Linked DNA regions of Pan troglodytes: region 2 is linked to region 1. Evidence: chromatin contacts called from public HiChIP or PLAC-seq data. All regions are on one chromosome and are shown on one strand. The core of a region is the stretch at or near the end of the contact, and the rest is flanking DNA. Distances in the headings are between cores, read along the strand shown. Region 1 holds the start of TBCA (tubulin folding cofactor A). Region 2 holds the start of OTP (orthopedia homeobox).

What was found. HiChIP or PLAC-seq counts read pairs in DNA pulled down with a chosen protein or histone mark.
Region 2: an H3K4me3 HiChIP or PLAC-seq map of stem cell-derived excitatory neurons shows a contact between it and region 1, with 4 times the contacts expected there. The contact joins the promoter of OTP here to the promoter of TBCA in region 1. A contact is called at or near these places in 1 of 7 Hi-C or Micro-C datasets (stem cell-derived neural progenitor cells), 1 of 1 datasets of contacts at active chromatin or transcription factors (stem cell-derived excitatory neurons) and 1 of 1 other capture datasets (stem cell-derived neural stem cells).

Annotation. Positions count from the first base shown.
Region 1 is chr4:38,271,346-38,275,813 of NHGRI_mPanTro3-v2.0_pri, reverse strand. It overlaps TBCA (tubulin folding cofactor A), which reads right to left and starts at 2,465. Exons shown (of 4, transcript XM_001142906.6): 1 at 2,289-2,465. The coding sequence starts at 2,341.
Region 2 is chr4:38,408,295-38,412,801 of NHGRI_mPanTro3-v2.0_pri, reverse strand. It overlaps OTP (orthopedia homeobox), which reads right to left and starts at 3,173. Exons shown (of 3, transcript XM_001143053.7): 1 at 2,295-3,173; 2 at 597-1,006. The coding sequence starts at 2,331.

The DNA of each region.
Region 1 (4,468 bases), core at 1,216-3,715:
TGAACACTGAAGGGTCTACCAGCACTCAGGAATGCAAACTAAAAACAAAATTCTAAGCTCCAAAACCGTCTGAATGGACCCCTCCTCTCAACTAAGGGCATTCTAAAGTAATTCAGGCCATGATGGGAAGAGGGGGTCAGACATGTCTCATTACACATTCCTCCCTTTGGAACTCAGGAACAATTGAGCAGCATTAACATTAAAACAGATCTTAAGGCTTTTTGTAACAATAAGACACCAAATTCCAGCTTTACTCTAGTATGACATCACAGGACAGATAGCGGGATCTGAAAGAAATAAAAGCATTTTACTCTAAAATATATTTCTTTACATATTTTGAATTGGCCCTGCAAAGATGTCTCTTAAGGGGAAAATGTATATTCTGTAGAGAACCCTCTTCCCTGTCCAGGTCTTTTTCCTGATCCACTAGAAAATTAACTAGGAGTCTGGGACCTTTTTAAGTCTGATAAGAAACATTTACAATCTATTCTCTCTGAAGCCTGCTACCTGGAGGCTTCATCTGCCTAATAAGAACCTTGATCTCCACAACCCCTTTATTTTAACCCAGACACACTCCCTTGTATTGATTCCAGGTCTTAAGATAAACTCTTTCAACGAACTGCCAATTGGAAAACCTCCTATAACTTGGAACTGTCCCCAGCCCCCTTTGGGTTGTCCTTCCTTTCCAGATCAAACCAATGTACATCGTACATGTATTGATTGATGTCTTCTGTCTCCCTAAAATGTATAAAACCAAGCTGTAGCCTGACCACCTCGGGCGCATGTCATCAGGACCTCCTGAGGCTGTCACAGGCATATCCTTAACCTTGGCAAAATAAACTTCTAAACTGATTGAGACCTGTCTCAGGTACTTTCTTGGTTTACAGGAATTTAAGCAAATTACAGGACTGCACTACCCATGAGTTTGTGAAAGGAAAAATAAATCTCAGGACCCCAAAATCACTAAGCCAAAAAGAAAAGTCAAGCTGGGAATTGCATCAAGCAAACCTGCCTCTCATTTTATTCCTGAATAAGATAGCTACAAAGATTAAAAAAAAAAAAAAAAAAAAAGCTACATACCTCCCTCACAATTTGCCCCCAAGGAAATTCCTTGTGGGCCTCAAGACCTTCACTCTAAAACAGTTCTGTTGTATTTCACCCTGGCAATGTAAATTGATAGCTTATCTTCACAGGTATGGGACAAAGGACAGAACTCAAAGTCACCCCTCTACCCACCTGAGACAAATGCGTAACTGACTGCTTCCTCTGCCCTACTGTGTATGTAAAATCGCAGATTCATTTAGCCGACTAAGGCATAAGTGACTATTCTTCTATCCCTCTCTCACATGTAAATTGTGTATTAAGTGAAAAGCTGATCAAAGACTCAAAAGAATGCAACCATTTGTCTCTTATCTATGACCTGGATGCCCCCCATCCTTCTAGTTGTCCTGCCTTTCTGGAGGGAACCAAGGTACACCTTACCCATTGACTAATATCTGAGGTCTCCCTAAAACGTATTACACCAAGCTGTGCCCCAACCGCCTTGGGCACATGTCATCAGGACCTCCTGAGGCTGTGTCATGGGCACGTCCTTGGCAAAATAAACATTCCAAATTAAGACCTGTCTCAGATACTTCTGGTTCACAAGTTACTTAAACAGCATCTCACAGCCTCTGGGGCGAGCTTCGGGGAATCTGACTGGAGAAAGTGAGGCCACATAAGTTTGCTGAGTGTGCTAGAAGTTCAGGCCCAGTTCTCAAAGCCTGCCAGTCACGCCAGCCATGTTAGGTCACACGGCTCCACTACGGTCTTTTTTGACGAGGCCCAGATCCTCCGCATCCCCCTAAACTTCAGAGCCTGCTTTCAAGCCCATTTGAGAGCACAGCTGGGATCCCGCTTCCCCGGGCCAAGTTCAGCAAGGAGAGGCCGGCGCGCGCACACAGGAGGCACGGGATCAGGGCCCGGCCCGCCCTCCCGCCCTCGCAGGCCGCGGCCCACCACCTTCCCACCGCGGGCGCCGAGAAACCGGGCCACCGCCGACTCTCCCCGCAAATCAGAGCGGCCAGTGAGCGGAGAGGGACGGGAAGCGCCGTGCGAGGCTGGCGGGCTCGGGCGTCAGCGCGCCCCGCTGGGTCCCTGCCAGTCCCAGCCAACTGCGGAGCCCCGGGTGCGGCCTGGAGTTCGGAGCCCGCCTCGGGCCTCCTCGGGCCTGCGCTCCGCTCAGCCTCGCGGGCCGCCGCCATGAGGTGACGAAGAGGAGGTGCAGGGCGCCGCTCCCGGCTCCTTACCGCTTCACCACGCCGGTCTTGATCTTGATCTGTCTCACGCGAGGATCGGCCATGGTCCCTCGAGCGCCGCGAGAAGGAGGGGCGGAGAGCCGGGGTAACCGTGGAGGGCGACGCGCAGAGGCTGCGGCTATTTAGGCGTGGTCGCCGGCGCGCATGCGCAGGCTGCGCGGCCCGGCGTCCCCGCCACGCCCCGCGGGGCGGGTTTACTAGAGGGCGGTACCCTGCTCCCGCCAGTCCCTTTACCCCTCGTGCGCCCCTTTACCCGTAGTGAAACGTGCCCTCCTCCTCTCTCTCGGACTGTCCCTCTTTTTACTTCAGGCGCAAGTTACACTATCCCGGTCTCCACAGCCTGGGCCTTTGGGGAAACTAACGTCTCTTTGGGACGTTGCTTTGCGGGATTATCTGCTTAATGGACGGAGTGACCTAAAAAATGTATTAAGGGTATTTTCGATGTCATTATCTGGTGTCAGATGAGGCAAAGTGATGCATGTGTAGTGAAACAAACTGCCATCATGCACGTACTCAAGAAAATCCTTGCCCTTTACCTCAAATCCCTGCAAGAAGGTTTGTAGATAACGTGCCTTTCAAACGAAATGACTAATAGAACTTCTTCAGATGATCACCTATAGTGTATCCTAAATATTTAACTTACAAGAATGTGTGTCGCACACAAAAGCTTGGGCTTCCTGATCAGAAAAACCGGCTTACAATCGAGGTTCCACCCTTTAATAGCTAGACAATTAGCTAGACAACACTGATACGTATGCCGTTTAGCCTCGCAGCTGATCAGTCTGCAAAATGGAAATAATAATGTCCATTTTACAGATTAGGTATAAGGGTTAAAACACCTAGCTCATTGTCTGACGCATGGTAGATGCTGAACAACATTTGACTATTTTATATGTTCAAATATATATTTGTTGCATAAAATGAGGCACATCTACAGTGAGCTCTAGCAGTCCCTTCCTAAGAGAATCTCCTGAGGAATACAGGGCAGAATCGCCCTTTTTAAAATTGCTTTTCTTTTTCTTTCTTTTTTTTTTTTTTTTTGAGACAGATTCTCACTCTGTCGTGCAGTGGCTTGATCTCGGCTCACTGCAACCTCCGCCTCCCGGGTTCAAGTGATTCTCCTGCCTCAGCCCCTAGAGTAGCTGGAATTATAGGCGCGTTCCACTATGCCTGGCTAATTTTTTTTTTTTTTTTTTTTTTTTTTTTTTTTTGTATTTTTAGTAGAAACGGGGTTTCACCACGTTGGCCAGGCTGGCTAGAACTCCTGACCTCAGGTGAGGCCCACCTCACCCTCCCAAAGTGCTGGGATTACAGTCATGAGCCACCGAGCCCACCCCCTTTTTAAAATTTCTTGGTACCATCCTTCAAAGACACCCATATGACTGTCTTTTTCCTTCCCTAGCCTGACTTACTCATTCTCACTTTCATGACTGGTCCTGGAATCCCCTTCATCCCGCCAGCCCAAGGCCATTACTTTAAATCCAGGATCAAAACTGAGCAAAGTCTACCATGACTCACCCCACGTGTTCAATCTTCCCTGGATGCTTTGGAGTCACCCAGCAGTCATCATTATTTTTAGTATATTTCTTTTTTAAATTATTGTTTGGTCCTTCGTAAGGGTTTTGTTCAGCTTCGTAGTTATAAATCCTGGTTCATAAACGTGTTTAGAGGCAAGATTCTTGTCTTCCATAAATCTTCCTTCCCCAACCTCCTCCACCTGTGTTTTGTGCACAATGGGCACAGAATTCAATAAATATTTTTATTCTGCTGGCTGGTATACTGAAGTGCAATTCCAAGTCACACAGCAGCGCTGTGAAATACTGGAGGGAGGGGTAGATAAAACACAACAGCAAACTTACCAAAGCAAAATGACATGCACACACACACACAAACACACACACACACACACACACACAAACAGCAGCTACAAGCCACAAACCAAAAGATGGTGCAGCTAGGGCTTTTGCTACCGTTAAGGTCTTTCCTTTGATTAGGTAGCAAAAACCATGTAACTCGTCATATTTTCCTTTTTTGCTTTGGTTTCAAGAAGCTCAGAGCTCAGTTTTGTGCTAATTTGCAGGAGTTTCTCTCAAACTAGGTTTCCCAATACAAATACCTGCTGTTTCCCCCCAATCCCCAATTCTGCCTCCCTCCTTTTGCCCCCTTTCTCT
Region 2 (4,507 bases), core at 1,924-4,423, 140 kb before region 1:
ACTGGTAGACTACGAAAGTTCAAACCCCTTGCAAACATCAAAGCTAGGAATATTTCGCCTGAGTGCAGAGGGAGGGTGATACTTAAGATAATAAAGCCACGCCGTGAAACCTGGGTGTAGCACTTTTTTAAAAGGCGCTCATTCGCCTTCTTTGCTCTTTTCTCTTGTTTTCTGTATAATTGTTGCATTCCTCCTTTTATCCAAACGCTTAACACAAACTCATTAGGGGGTAATATTTGTCAATAATGCGAGCGGGAGTTGAGGTGCGCGCTCGGCTGGGCCGCCCGGGGGGGCGCTGAGGTTGCCTTCTTAGGCGGAGGAGGCGAACCCTGTAGCCCGACAACGCCGGGCTTCGATTTTGAGGAGCTTCTTCCGGGATGTCGCTACACTGGCCGGAGACGGGCCTTGCGTGTCCATTGGGGGATGGCGATGGGGACCAGTTTCCGGGTAGAGAAGGAGATAACTCGATACAGGAACGCACAGGCAGCCTGAAAGCAGCCCAGGATCTCGACAGGGGAAGGGAAGACCCTGCTCCCTTTGCCCAAATCCTCCCGCCCTGTCCTTGCCTTCTGTCCCAGATCCCAAGCCCCTCGTACCTGCACTCGGGACTCGGTCAGCCCGATACGCAGTGCCAGCTCCTCACGCATAAAGATGTCGGGGTAGTGAGTCTTGGCGAAGCTCCTCTCCAACTCGTTGAGCTGTGCGGGGGTGAAGCGCGTCCGGTGGCGCTTCTGCTTCTGTTGGCCCTGCTGCTGGCCGGCTTGGCTGGGGTTCGGGCCGCCCTGGGGCCCGGGCTGCTTGTCCGGGTCTTTGGCGCTCACCGCCAGCGAGGCCGGAGTAGAGCCCACTGTGGTGATGTCCTCCCCGGGCAGCAGAGTGGCTCCCTCCACTGGGTCAGAGTTGGGCGCCAGGTCCCCCGGATGGCCCCCGGGGTCGGAGCCCCCCACGCCCAGCCTACACTTCACCGCCTCCCGGTGGCCCAGAAGCTCGGCGGCATCTTTCATACCTGAGGAGGCAAGGGGATCGCGGTCACTACTTTCTTGGCGATGCCAGGAGGGGCTGTCTTCCCCGCGCAGCCTTCCTTCAACCCGTCCTCGGCCCCCTCCGCACCCGCGCTTGTCCTAAGGAAGAAACTCCCAGGGTATTCAGCTGGATTCCCCCAGAATTTGGACAGCCGGGTTGGAATAATATCTCCCGGCCCCTTGCCCTCTCCGCAGCCGGCTCCCGTAGTAAACAGCCCAAGCTTTCGTCTCTCCCACAATAAAACACTCCCAGTCCCGGCAATAAAACATGCCTCTGAATCCCTTCCATAAACAGTACCCCAGGCGCCCCAGGAAATCGAGAGCAAATCTTTGGACACAGGGGTGCGGGAGGCAGAAAGAAAATTAAACAATTCCTCGGTTGCTGCGGCACCTGCGCTTCGGCAGCCTGACGAACTGTACCTCCGGCCCTCAGCCGATTCCCTCTTACTTTCGGAAGATGAATAAGCCTCCAAGCTTTCACCCCCCGAAATCAACCCAAATCAGCTCCGCCTCCCCCTCAAATCAGAGAAAGTGTTTGGAAAATGGAGTCACATCCATCACCGAAGATTCCCAATCCGGAAACCCAGAGCTCAGCAACCCAGATAGCATTAAGGAAACTCGAGTGAACTCTATGGACAACCGTGAATCAAACTTTAGAGATTTCAACTTTTCTTTCCAGAGAAATAAAAGGCGCATTCCTCACAGCCATTGGCAACGCTGAGTCCCTTGCAGAAGAGGGGGGGATGACTGTGAGGTTGAATTTGGCTTCTCTCCTTCTCAACCAGCACACTTAGCAAATCCGCCTTGATGGCAGCAGCTTCTCCTTTATGCCAGATTTTTTACAAATTACACCACACTTAGAAAAGGAGGAGAGAAGAAGATGGTGGTGGGGAGAGAGAAACGGGGGGAGGGAAGGAGAAAGAAATCCCAAATCAAAACAAACAGGAGAGGAAAAAAAGAGAGAGAAACACCTCCTAACAAATTATCACGGGGTATATCGCCTTTCGAAAAAAAAAAAAAAAGGCGGGGGAGGGGGGAAGCGAAAAATAAGAAAAACAAAAAGTAACAACATTCCCCAACTCCTTTCTTGGATCTACATATTCCATAGATTTTTTTTTAAAGGCGATGTTAAATCAAATTAAACTTTAATGCAGCACAATTACTTTTAAAGAAATTAGTCCATTTAGGTTGCATTAAGGTAAAATAAGGAACAAATTGACAATTTCCTGCCCCGGCTTCTCCTGGCTGCCCGGGCGAGAGGCGCGCACTCACCTAGCCTGGCGTCCAGGAGGTCGGCATGAGACAGCATCGCGCACCGCTCCAGGGCGAAAGCTGTTCCCCCCCAAATTTTAGCGGCTTTAAGTTATTTAAAATAGATATAAGCTATAAGCTATACGATATAGATATATATAGATCACCTAAATGAAAGAAAATTCGGTTTGTGGTTAAAAAGGGGGCTTCTTGCATTATAATGTCCTTTAGAGAGACGGGGAGGTGCTTAACAGTTGAATGAACCCGTGAGCAGCTCGGCGAGGGGACCAATCAGGAGGGCAGCCTGCAAATGTCAGCGCCCGGAGAGTCCCCCACTCCGCCCGCCCGCTCGCCTGCGCCCGCCTGAAGGAGGCGGCGGCAGCCCTGGCAGCTCCAGCCCGGAGCAGGAGCTAAAGCAGCGTCAGCCGCCTCGGCCTCGCCCTGAGCTTCTGGGCCCGGCTCCCTCTAGTTCTTCCCTGCGATTTTCTCCAGGCTCCCCTTTCCTTCCCCTTGGCCGGCGCTGCGCGCTTCGAAGGCGTAGCTCTGTGCCTCTGAGCTAACATCTTCCTAGGGCAGGGGCAGAGCAGGGGTCAGAGCGGGCCATGACCCTGGCGTGACCTGAGGGTCGCCCCCACCTACGCTCTCTGGGCCTGCCGCTCATATTGGCCCGCCAGCCCAGGGCGCGACGAGGGCACACCGCGGCCTTCAGACAGCGCCTAGACTTCGCCGCGGCTCAGCAGGCCTGCGCCTAGGGTCCAGGCGCCCTGGCTGTGCCCCGGGGTCTATACGAGCCCCAACCCCACAGTGGGCCTAGAGCGCAAAGAGTCGGCTTCCCTGGCACCGCCAGCGCCCGCTGTCTGCTTTGGGGACCCTCGCGGAGTGTGGGTTCGAGCGCTCTGCACTCTTCTCACCGGGCTTCTTCCCGGCTCCTGCTCTTCCGCTTGGCCCACGCCCGCATCCTCGCCCCTAACTCGCTCTTTTGGTCAAAGTTTCTAAGTTCAGCTCGGCTCCCAACTCCACTTAAGGCTGTAAATAAAGTTAAATGCTCTTTATTTTCCTCTTGAATATGTTAAACTACTTGAACAATTTAAAGTGCTTTGCACAAGTGAAGCGAACCATTTCTAATGTTCTGATTTTTCAGAGCCAGCCAACAACAAAGTTTAGATTAGTAATATATTTCTAACCAGAGTAATTTTCAAGATCATTAGGCATTTATGTAATTAGTGCCAAATCTATAAGCTTTTATTACGATTATTAGAGTAAAATCAGTATAAATTTGTACTAATTTACTACTGTTTAGACTTGGCTGTCAAGCCTAGAGGTTCTTATTGTAAATGATAACTGAGGAAATTAAGTGCAAAATTCTGTACCATTTCTGATCTGCTCCTAAACAATCCGTTTCAATTGTATTTGTAGCAGAACATAATGCCCTTTTAAAGTTATTTGACTTGTATTTTTATTTGCAACACAAGAAAAATGCCCTCTACCCAGTCACAATGAAAGCTGATATTTACTACTCCCAACTTGATTAACATTGATTTTTAATTCGAGAGTGATGCAATTAAGATTATTCATTTAGTGCAAATAAACCTTCCACAAAAGGGTGGCCCTATGAAGTCTGTTTTAAATAATACTGAGCAAATGGCTTTTTTTGTTCGCAGTCCAATTGACTTAGACAAAACATTGAAAATGCTGGCTGAGAGCAGATGCGAGAGGAATTGTGTGTGTGTGTGTGTGTGTGTGTGTCCTCAGCTGTATGTGTGACAGGGACCGAGCAAGGAGACAAAGGAGGCGGCAAAGCGAACTCTCGGGCAGTTTTGTTTCCTCCTTCCCTCCTGCAGCCCGTTCGCCTCCTCTCCTGCACACACACGTGCGCGCGCACACATATGCACACACGTGTGAATGCAGGGTATTGGCCACACCAGTTTCTTCTGAGCTGCGGAGACCGCTTCCCGGGAAGCTCCGGGCCGGACTGGGTTTCAGCGGCTGCTGCAGCTGCTACCAACGCGGCCTATGTGGGACTGGGCGCCGGGGTCGTGGACTCAGGCTCGCGGCGTGTCTGGGAGCCGCTAGGGTTTTTGGCAAGCGGCCGCAGCCCTTCTGAGAAACGCTTTGCCTGGGAGGAGAATTCCGAGACCTAAAGCAAACAAAGTCTCCCCAATAAAAGCTTTCTTTGCCCCCAAACAAAACCTCAAATCTAGAAGCTAGAGCGCTGGGAGCGCACAGCAAAAGGA